Linked DNA regions of Mus musculus: region 1 is linked to region 2. A link is a contact called in public promoter capture Hi-C data. All regions are on one chromosome and are shown on one strand. The core of a region is the stretch at or near the end of the contact, and the rest is flanking DNA. Distances in the headings are between cores, read along the strand shown. Region 1 holds the start of Spta1 (spectrin alpha, erythrocytic 1). Region 2 overlaps Aim2 (absent in melanoma 2).

Region 1 (5,722 bases), core at 1,571-4,070, 720 kb after region 2:
TCTCTGCTCTGACATCTACTCTTCTAACACAATGAAACAGAAGCAACCTTGCCTTTCTCTTTTCTCCAATGAACATTGCTTAAACCACTTTGTTCTCTTATGTTACAATTAATCTGGACTTACGTGCCTTCTAATTAACAATGTTATTTTAAAGTAGATACCCGTTTCAATTATCTCCATATCCACAATGTCTGAGAGAGTTTTTAATCTAGCAAAACATTGAATGATGGTTTACTGAAAGACTACATGAGTGACTAGGAGATACCTTTATTTCTTGAGGTTGAAGGAGAGCAAAACATCAGAGTATTCTCAATTCTAAAACAGAATAGGGAGAAAAGCAAATGGAAAAATATATTAGTGAATAGAAATTTTAGTCATAACCCGAAGGCACAAGCCAATAACCCAACTCGATGCTACTTTGTGCGTATGATTAAATGTATGGTTAGGACTTTCTTTTGTATTCCTTAAACACAGTCGTTGAACTCCAGACTGAGTTGAGTGTTTGAAGGAGGCGGTCTGTGTAGTTGCAGCTCTTGACTGGTTCCTACTTGTGTCTGCTCTGATGAAAAATGACAGTTTTCAATTGAGTGCTTTTTGCTTCCCTGAAAGGGACCATGTCACAAACATGCTGTCCTTACAAGGCTTCTGAAGATTGATCTGCCTACTGCTGCCATCCACATTACTGTACTGAGAAACAATCATTGGTGGATGAGGGCAGGAGGGAACTTGACATAAAGTTTCAGTGGTTCCTATGATAGAATGGGAAGCATTCTCAGCGGGAAGTGATCTTCTACTGAAGAGTTCCCTTTTACATTCCAATTTTTAAAAAATTTATGACTCAGAATGAAGTGGATGATTTGGCACAGTCAAAATATAATACTGATATCATTCACATCCAACTAAAACTGACAATCCACCCTGCACAAAATAACTCTACATTTTTAAATTGGGCCAGATGCCAACGTTCAAGTAGGCAAATTAGTCATAGCTACTCCCTAGCATGCTTAAGAAAATTTAAGTCAATTTCCAACAGCCCCCTTATCCTTAAGTGGTAGATTTGAGCATTTGCTCGAAAGAATTTGAGCTTCCAATCCACTGCAACATTCCCTCCACTGTTCTAAGTTGTCTTCTAATCACAAATGTATAACATACTGTTGAGAGGAAATATGACTTATACGTTTTATTACTGCAATGAAAGCATATGTATAAACAGGAAAGGAAAAACAGAAAGAAGGTATAAATATTCAACTAGAGTTAAGGAGTAAGCAACTTCAGAGACCGTCAGCTGGTAATGGTGAAAGCAGATATTAACTACAGAAGGACTTTGTTTATGTAGTAATGCCTGCCTATAATTCCAGCAGTTAAAAAGCTAAAGTAGGACAGACAAGAGTTCTAGACCAGCTTGAGTTCTATATGGAAACCCTATGCACCCCACCCCCCAACAAAATACCTTTTTCATTTTCTGAACAATGTGTTCTACTATCTTGACCCATGTAGTAGTCAAAAAGCAAAGAATTTAAATATGAAGTAGCTCCAGCAAAACAAAGGCAAAATCGTTAGAGACTAGATTGATGATAGATTCTATTCTTTGGGAAATACTAATTTTGCATTAAAGTTATTGTATCTGTCTTTATTGACTCCAAAATATGCTTACAGTATGGAAACTGTACATTTTTGTTTCTGAAGCTCTTGGATTCCCTGAGCCCAAGAGCAGGACATCAAATGCCTCACTTTGTCCTGAGCTGTGAGCCAGGCTGAAGCAGCTGCTCAGGGCTGATTTGCCTTATGCGTACAGCTCTGCCCAGAGCTGATAAACAAGGCCCAGAGGGACAGCCCTCCAAATCACCCCACCCACGCACAGAAGACTCCTCCTGTAAAAACCATTCATTTCATGATTTCCCTCCTCCTTTTAACCAGTCTTCTCTTAGGCCATCAAAATTTATGGTTCTGGGCTCTACTTTCTGATGCCATCTCATAATAATTACAAAACCCTTAATTCCTTATAATCACACACACACACACACACACCACAGTGGCTTAATTGGCAGGACTGGATGTTGTGGAACAAAATTGTGTCTTCATCATACAAAAGACTTAAGTGTAATGTAAAACTGTTAGGAGGAAACCTGGGGTAAAGCTTCATGACATAGGTCTTGCCATTGATTTCTGAGACACAGGCACAAAGGCAGGAGCAACAGAAGCAAATGGGATGACCAGTGGATGGGTTGGCAAAGAGATATGGGATGTGGAACAGTCAGAAGGTGGACCTGGAGGGGGATAAAATCTGGAGTGAAAAAAAAAAAAGGTTAAATAATTTTAAGAAAGAAAGAAAGAAAGAAAGAAAGAAAGAAAGAAAGAAAGAAAGAAAGAAAGAAAGAAAGAAAGAAAGAAAGAAAGAAAGAAAGAAAGAAAGAAAGAAAGAAAGAAAGAAAGAAAGAAAGAAAGAAAGAAAGAAAGAAAGGAAGGAAGGAAGGAAGGAAGGAAGGAAGGAAGGGTGAAAGAGAGAAACATGTCTCCTCTGATTCCCTCAGTTCTCCAGTGTGAAATCAGAAGAAAGGGAAACCTGGAATTTCTTCCTGATTTTTAAATTCTCTTACCTTATAAGCTCTGTGACTGAGTAAAACACAGCCCAATACAGGCACTTGCCTTTCAAATGTCACTGGTTTTCCTCCAAACTTTTGCATCTGAAAACTTTGTTTCCTTTCCTTTGTAAAATACCTACTGAGGTCCAGAGAGCCACAGCCCCCCAAACTGCTGAGTCACCTTGTGTGTGGAAGTCAGCAGCTGCCTCAACTGAATATGTCCCCTGGAGATAATGCAGATTGTCTACGCTTGGCGGGACTCTAAAACTCTTTTTTTCCTCTGGGCCTTTGCCACATTCACATTTCTGACATTCCTATTTGAAGTGGACTGGACATTCAAAGAACTATTTTTCTCTCTTAGCTACATTTCATCTTGCAAAGCCTTAGACTGAGCTGAGCAGAGATGGAAACTCCAAAGGAAACTGTGAGTACAGACGAATTCTCATTCCTGATGAAGTTAGGAAAGCTTGTCTCCTCTGAGCCTTCCATTCCATCCTCACAGGGTCGTTAAAAATTACACTTATTTGATTTTAACGTAGCAAAGAGTTTTGATTTTAATTCTTTTATGAAGGTTTCACTTCTAAAAATAATGTAGAACTTTACAACTATATAATAATAATAATTAATAATAATAATTTTAATAATTACTTGCTCAAGTCAGATATTCAGAAAACTACTAGGTAATTTGAAACCAAATAATCCCACTAAAAATTGTGCTCTTGTGGAATGACTTAATTTTAGAGTCATCTCAGGAATTACTGTCTATAAAAAAACTATATTTAGAAAATAAAGTAACATCAAAATATAAACGGTATTGCATATTTTGGATAGAAGATGTAAGGAGAGCAATGCACTATAGAAATGTCTCTATGGAATTTTTTTCTAAATATTGTTACACAAAAACTGGATTTCTTTAAATTAAAGCATGATTTTGTGTTGATTAATAATAAATATTTTATATTCCAAAATCCAATTATTAAAACATTAATGATTTATACTTTGTGACAAGTGAGAAGACAGGTTACATTTAGATTTTCTTTTAAGCAGCTTTTTTTTTTTTAGTAAATCAAATTAGAAGAGTACATAATACATGATCTAGACTTTTAAAAAGGAAAAGTACTCAGGTTTATGTGTGTGATTCACTAAAGCAATTACAAACCATCTGACTGTTCCTTAAACTTACAGGATAACCAGCACTTATCAATGTTGTTTAGCCTTTGAAGGGTATAAATTACCATTTCCCCCCCCCCCCGTTTTTTTTTTTTTTTTTTTGTGAATGTTGTGGCACCAAGTTTTTTTTTCAATTTTTTATTAGATATTTTCTTCATTTACATTTCAAATGCTATCCCAAAAGTCCCCTATACACTCCTCCCGCCCTGCTCCCCTACCCACTCATTCCCAATTCTTGGCCCTGGCGTTCCCCTGTACTGGGATATATATATATATATATATATAATGTATGTATGTATATCTGACATTCTGTGGCATTGCTTCAGCAGTCCAAATTTCTTCTCTCTATAGAATCTAAAAATAGCTATTTATAGTTTAAAATTATACAGTTATACAGCACCCAATAACCGTATGAATTAATAGGCTTAATAATTTGTGAACATAGATTCAATATGGATGAAAGCCTTGGGATATGCAAGAGGGATCGCATTCTAAACATGAGAACTAGCCACAGCTACAGGCATTATTTATTTTTCTTTGTATAGCTTTAATTAACATAATGTGTATTGTGGGATATAGAATAATATTTCAAAACATGAAGAGACTTTTTCACTTACAGGCTGTCGAGAGCAGCGGACCAAAGGTCCTAGAAACAGCAGAAGAAATCCAACACCGAAGAGCGGAGGTGTTAAACCAGTACCAGAGGTTCAAGGATCGCGTTGCCGAGAGGGGTCAGAAGCTTGAGGAGTCTTACCACTATCAAGTTTTCAGGAGAGACGCAGATGACCTGGAGAAGTGGATCATGGAAAAGCTTGAAATTGCAAAAGATAAGACATATGAACCCACAAACATACAGGTAACTCAGTGCCACAAATGTCTACAGAACTCACCCTGAGTTCTCTAGAGACTGAAGTGGCCTTTTCCTCATGTTAATGTTGAGGAGGTGGATGTAAGCATGCCCTGATTCTGTGTACAGAACAAAGCCAAAATGGTAGAATGGGAACTTAAAAAATTCAGTTAAGAAAAAGGCTGGCATTATTTCTTCTTTACAACATTAGAAAAGTGAGCTAGAAGAAAAAAAAACTGACAATACATCAGTTGTTGATAATACAGAAACATACTGCATCATATTGAAGTTTCGTTCAGAACTCACATTCTTATAATTAATACATAGATGTCACAGAAAGATTAGACTATCTAATAGAGATGAAAGTTGTGCCTCTAAATGTTCTATGCCTTCCATTTCTTAACTTTCAGAGTCTTATCTGCAAATAAAACTCATTGGAGTCATTACTTCATGATAGCTTATTAGACAAAATAGTGTCTAAAAGTTCAAGAAACTTTGACATACCTTGTGCTTTCTATATTATGATATTAACGATTAATTTTTAAAACATAGACAGTAAAACTTATCAGGGCTTCTAAAGCACTGTCTATTCTCTTCAGCTGGGGATATTTTTCAAGCCTTTCTCAAAATTATTATTCATAGCTGTTGTTAAATTCAAATAAAAGGTTGTAGGGCGAGAGCTTTGGTGGAAAGTTCTACATCTATTGGCATGTTGCATAGCAAGGTCATAAGGAATGATCTTGGTGTTGAGCCGGCAAGAATGGAGCAAGATCTGGGTGATATGTTATGTATGTGTCATAATTCACATAAAACAAGAGCCAGAGCTCTTTATGAACTTTAGACAAATAATTTCATTTTCCTCATTGTACCTCTTACAAGAGAACTCAGCATTAGCACTTTAAAGGGCAGTATGTATTACACGGTTTTATTCACAGAGAAGCCTGTGGAGCCTTAAGTGGAAGGAAGCACCAACAGAAAAGACTTCCTTTATGACTTTTGACTCAAGAAGTCACTTTCAGTTGTTTTTCTTGAGTAACCACTTGCTTGTTTCAGGATAGGATTGTTTCTGCTACAGCCAAGGGAAATCCCTGTGTAAATGCAGAAGAGCAGGGAGTCTGCTTAG
Region 2 (5,526 bases), core at 2,540-5,039:
TGTTTAAAAAAAAAAAATCTAAAACCCGAGACAAAATCAATGTGCCTTTATTATCCCCTGGTTCATCCAAATAGACCATATTTTATTTGTTAGGAAGGACTGGAGTTCATCTCTAGGGCATTGCACTGCTAGGCTGGAGCTCTTCTGTTGAGCTTTATCTCTGACCCTAGACAGTATTTCTCTGTTTCTCCTGCTTTTTTCTGCTCACTTTTGTGTGAATCTGTATTAGATAGCTATTTTTCATTCTAGTACACAGTCTATATTTCTTATTTTTCTTCTCTCCATCTCATTGTCTTCCACTTTACACTCATACAAAGTGTTCTTCAGTGGCTTTCTTTAGCACCCCATTAACTTTAAAAGGATTTCTTCGATGGCCTTCACAAACTGTTTTGAAAAGAATACTTTTGTTAATCCGTTCATTATCACATTTTTCAGATTGCTTCATTGTTGTAACTTCTGTCTAAATGTCTTGTTGACTATTTTTCTTTTACCTTTTGCCTTGTCTCTTTCTTTGAAGCACCATTTCTGTTTCCCATTGCTGTAATAAAGTTCCCCCAATGAAATCGATTTAGGGAACAAAGGGTTAATTTGGACTCAGCATTTGAAGTTGCAGTCCATCACATTAGGAGAGTCAGGAGAGTCACAGTGTCCAGAGATTCAGGCAGCTGTTCCCACTGTGTCCACATTCAGGATCCCAGACCAGGGACTGGAGTCTGATCGTCCTACCTTAGTTAACATAATCAAAATAATCTCCCCGAGATGTCCATATCCCTGTGGTTCTAGATCTCATGAAGTTAAGAATTGAGTTTGACCATCAGAGTACTCTCTGGTCTTAAATACATACAGTTCCCATGGTGGTTGACTACACGTGTGAGGAAATGTAATGCACAGAAGGGTATGGAATGTGCTGGATAAAGATGACTCATTGAGGCTACATTTGTGGATGTACAGGGATGAGTCTTGAAGTGAGAGTTCAAAGGGATCACTTTCCTGCCTGACTGTGTGATTGCAAAGCATGGATAGAGGTTCTTCATCTGCCCTCGTGGATTCTGACATTTGTTTCTGTTAGAACTGTTCTCAAACTTGTCACTGTATATTCTTAATTGAGTCTCCACTTTCATGGCTTCAGGTAGCTACTCAACACATAGAACCTTCTCACATTTGATCTGTCACAGTAAGCATGCGTATCATCATTGTTGATGCCTTGTATTAGAAACGAGATCTTCACATCAACAGCTCTGAATTTGGGCTTAAGAGTCTTGAGGTAAGATGGAGGATTTTATATGCATTTTGTTTGAGACCAGCAAATCTTTCAGTTCAGTTTGGTTTTGGTTTGGTTGGGTTGGGTTTTTGGACATATATGCTATATGCTCTCATATAGCATAGACATTAGGGTCAAACTTGTTGTGTAGATCAGCATGGCCTGAAGTATTTCTTCTTATCTTTGCCCTCTAAGCATAGTGAGAAGGTCCTAATGGTCAAAAATCAAGCGCTACCTTATGTCTGTTTGCTATACAAGTATCAGCAACTCATCTGTTATCATTCCTTACAGACTCTTCTTGGTCATTTCTTTCTTTGTGTCACTTTAACTTTGAGATGAATTAACAGGAAGCATCTATAAGAATTTATCTTCTGTGGCTATGAAACGAAGACTGTCTCAGCTAATGGAGCTGGGATCCTACCAGCTATGAACATGGGAGTCTTTGTGGTGCCTTGGGGCAAAGGTCTTGTGCTTACCAGCAGTACTGGAAAACAGCTTCATGTGCCAGATGGAGGCAGCACACACTTGTTGGGGAACAAGGGATGAGAAGCAAAGTAAGAGTGTTGGGTGATTTTATGGTTGTCCCACCGGAGAGAAGACTGAGGGCACCAGCCATGTAGTTCATCCTCTGAGGCTTTGAGCATGAGCACATGCTATCAGCTCTCAAAGCAGACATTTTCTTTACTGTCACTCCAGCTCTGTCCCCTGGAGTCTCTTGGTTGGACTCATTTCTCTTGAGCTTCAGTCACTCTTAAAGATTTCCTGCCAGCCTTTTTAGGAGACTGACATTTTCTGCAGCTCCTCATGCAAGGTCCCCGAGGTACCTCTCGGGCAGTAGCCCAGTATCTTAGTGACTTAATCCCTCATCCAGCTCTGGGAGCCTCCCATCTGACATATCTGCCCCTGAGCCCTCTGTTTTAGCCCAGACAGTCAGCCAGCTTGCAAGCTACCAAGCCTGCATGTCAATTTTTCCTCATCTTTTTCGTCTTCGGTCTTTTCAAAACAGTTTTTGAAAAATACTCCTCCACCTTCTTTTCCCAGTTCCTAACACAAGCCCTCACCTCCCATCCCAAACTAAGTTTCTATTCCTTGTACACTATCACTACCCTGAATCCTGTCTATCACTTTTCTATTAATAGCTTTGACTCAGTGATTAGTCTCACATGGTTCTGTTACAAGTCCCTGATTCAGTAGCATGGCATTATAACAGTAGCCATTTAATGGAGATGTTCACCTTTTCCCCATTTTACACTTGAGGATATGGACACTTTATAAGGTTGTAATTTACCAGATGTCACACAGCCAATAAATGGCAGAGCCAGGAGTTGAGTCTGTGTCTGTCTAGCTGTCTAGCTGTCAGCCGTAGGCAGCAAGTGAACACGGTTGGAGATCCTTGAAGAATTGAGAAATCTTGGCATGAGGAAGGTGGGCGTCTGTCCCTAACAGCAGATGTCAGATGCAGGAAATGGAGAGTGGCTTTCCTTTGTTTCAGAAGGTGTACTCCAGAGGAGTCATCCTCAGGCTCACTCCCAGGAGCAATTTTCCTTTTGTTCTTCTATACCACAGCTCGCCCCCTTCTAGAACATTCTCATCAGCATGAAGCAAGACTGATTCCTCTCATGTTAGAAAAGAGATCAAGTGAGCAATTATAAGTCACTTTCTCCATTTCCTATCCCACCTCCTACCCTGTCTTTTATCACATTTCTCTGGCCCTTTTACAGCAAGACTTGTGTTGAACTTCCATCCCACTTCCTTGTCGCTCTTCTTGCTACCCGTAACCCCACATGGCTAACCCCATGACACATCTGTAGCCTTCACCTTAGGTAGCTTTATAGCAAAACAAACAAGAGACACAGTTGATTCTTAAAAAAAAAAAAAACTTTAAGAGTGATCTTTTCTTAGCTTCTGAAACATGTGTTCTCCTTTGCTACAATCCCTCAACACCCACTTCCCATGGATGCTAGGTCTGCTATTGGCAGTGGCCAGTGAGTTAGCTTTGAATTCTTGTTTCTCTTTCTGAATTTCATGGTGAGTGCACCCAGGTCTATGCCATCCCAGTAGACAAACAGGCCCAAATATGACATCCCAGTAGGGTATAAGTCCCTGCTTGGTGGTAAGTCATGTCAAATGATCTTGATAATTTGTGCTTGATGATCTGTCTGATAACACTAACCTGAAGAGAGCTGATACCCAAATCTAGGGTCCACCAAGGGCGACACTAACCTGTGTCACACCTGGGACTCACAGGCAGAGAAAATATGTGGTCAGAGTAGGGTGTGTGTCCCTTTCTCACTGCCAGGCTGGTAACGATCTAAGCAAGCTTGAGACAGTCCCACTGGCATGTAGGCAATTGCTTAGTTCTAGTGTATGTCGGGAGGGAGGTTTCATCTATGAGATGTGGCCTGGGTCTAAAAGGCGTTACTTTCTGTTTCTTGCTACTTCCCACTGCAGTGAGCAGAATTCTGGGCTAGATTTGGGCCATGTTGCCTGTGGGTGGAGACCTTTCTGCTCATCCTTCTGTCTGACCCAGATCCAAGGAGAAGAGATAGAGGAAGTGAGCATGCAGACTGACTTACACAATTCCAGTTGCTCAGTCTAGCCTGGGGGAAGGGGTTATAGAATTCTTCCAAGCAGTGATACTTCGCTATGATAGCCTCGTACTGAGTTTAAAGACTAAGGCCTGGGATGAATTCCTTCTCTCTGTCTCTCTCTGCCCCCCACCCCCCTTTGTGAATGTGGAGGAGTGTCAACATGGACAAATCTCTCCCTCCCATTTCTTCATTGTGTCTTGTCTTACTATCAAATGCAACCAAGACAGGATGGTCTCTCACATGGCTTCTTTAGGTGTTAGGAGGGTGGGTTGGGCTCTGTACAACTAATCAAAATTTGTGTGCCTGTGGGAAGATGGTTGCTAGGGGTTCTTATTTCCTGCCATATTGTTCTGTGACCTTTCAACTGGGCTTCTTAGTCAAACTAAAAGCACCCAGAATCCAGCCCAGAAGACACCTAGAACTGTATTTTTACTTAGAAAAAGTCAATGAATGTTTGTTGAATGCTTGTATTGCAGATGCTATTTTAGGAGCCAGGACTGCAGACATGAACAACAGAGTCCTTGCCCACAAGCCACTTTTATTCCAGCACAGAATGTGAACCAAAAAACTACTGGATTGCTAAGTAGACAAGTAGAGAGGAAAACGAAACAGTTTGTGGTAACAGAGAGGAACAGGGCCAGTTTTAGTTTTATAATACATATGCAGGGAAGTTTGAGTAGAAATCTACAGAGAGGGTGGGTTTAATTTATTCCAACACACAGTGAAGAGAGATAAATGGTTTTGACAAGGGGAAAAGATGGCAATTATTATATCATTATTAATACTTTAAGAGAGTTACGGAATGTGTGTCTTCGAATAACAGCCAATAACGTTAGAATTTTGTTGTTGTTTTGTTTTGTTTTGTTTTTTAATTTAAAGGTATTGTTGCCCATTCTGTGAATAATACAAAGGCAGTGGGAACAAGACAGTACAGAGGACTTGATTCAGGAGACTTGAGGTCTGGCCGCATAGTCATCCTTTAGAAGCTGGGTGGCGTCAGGTAAGTCATTGTGCCTCAAATCCCAAATTGAACCAACAATTACTGCAGAGCTGGTGTTTTCCAGGTATGCCGTAAAGGGCACTTTCACATAGTGTAACAGCCCTCCCTGTTTAGAAAGAGGCCAGCCTATCATATATGTCTTTCTTAACCCTTTCCATCTCTCAGGCTCCCTGTGCGAGCACTTGGCATATGCATTCTGCGAGGCATAGCACTGTACTCTCAGATTGCAGCTGCACCTCTTGCTGGCCCTGAGGATTGGAGTGCATTTCCTTCGCTGATAATCCACCCTCTACCCAGCACCTCACTGTGGCTGTATTTCCTGGTCCTTTCAGTTGAACCCAGAACCTCCCACATAGGAGTCAAGGGCTCTACTGCTGAGATTCATTTTCGTCTCAACCAATAGTTTACAACTTTTTTTTGAAGACTTATTCTATAGTAAAATGAAAAATTGTATGTAAATAAGATAAACAACCTTTGGAGGAATCAATGTCTTAATTTTTCATATAAAGTGTGATTAACTGTGATTATGTTTTTATCGAAGATGGGTGTAGAAAGATTAAAATTTCACACAGACCAGCAGAAAGCATGCTGAGGTGATTAGCATCCTCCACATACTAAGTCAGAGGAGATTTCCTACTTCCCGTTTGTCGAAGGGACTGGTGCCCTGGTGCAGA

What was found. Promoter capture Hi-C pulls out the DNA fragments that hold promoters and counts their contacts.
Region 1: a contact with region 2 is called in a promoter capture Hi-C map of hematopoietic stem and progenitor cells. The contact joins the promoter of Spta1 here to the enhancer-like site in region 2. A contact is called at or near these places in 13 of 39 promoter capture datasets (the 3T3-L1 cell line, the C10 cell line, the HPC-7 cell line and 9 more), 1 of 15 datasets of contacts at CTCF or cohesin (large pre-B cells), 5 of 484 Hi-C or Micro-C datasets (B cells, the G1E-ER4 cell line, the HPC-7 cell line and 1 more), 3 of 115 datasets of contacts at active chromatin or transcription factors (embryonic stem cells, fibro-adipogenic progenitors and large pre-B cells) and 1 of 9 other capture datasets (adipose tissue).

What each region holds. Positions count from the first base shown.
Region 1 is chr1:174,169,956-174,175,677 of GRCm38.p6, forward strand. It overlaps Spta1 (spectrin alpha, erythrocytic 1), which reads left to right and starts at 2,821. Exons shown (of 52, transcript NM_011465.4): 1 at 2,821-3,006; 2 at 4,372-4,608. The coding sequence starts at 2,986. Gm36196 (a long non-coding RNA gene) reads right to left here and starts at 2,826. Exons shown (of 3, transcript XR_373720.3): 1 at 2,598-2,826; 2 at 266-315.
Region 2 is chr1:173,448,097-173,453,622 of GRCm38.p6, forward strand. Aim2 (absent in melanoma 2) reads left to right here. Exons shown (of 9, transcript NM_001013779.2): 3 at 4,732-4,852. Among named protein-coding and RNA genes, the nearest start is that of Aim2, 30 kb to the left of the region's middle. Within about 2 kb of position 3,790, at least 44 of the 459 cell types and tissues checked have an H3K27ac peak or open chromatin away from gene starts, as enhancers often do. A contact at or near this core is called in hematopoietic stem and progenitor cells, where this site is marked.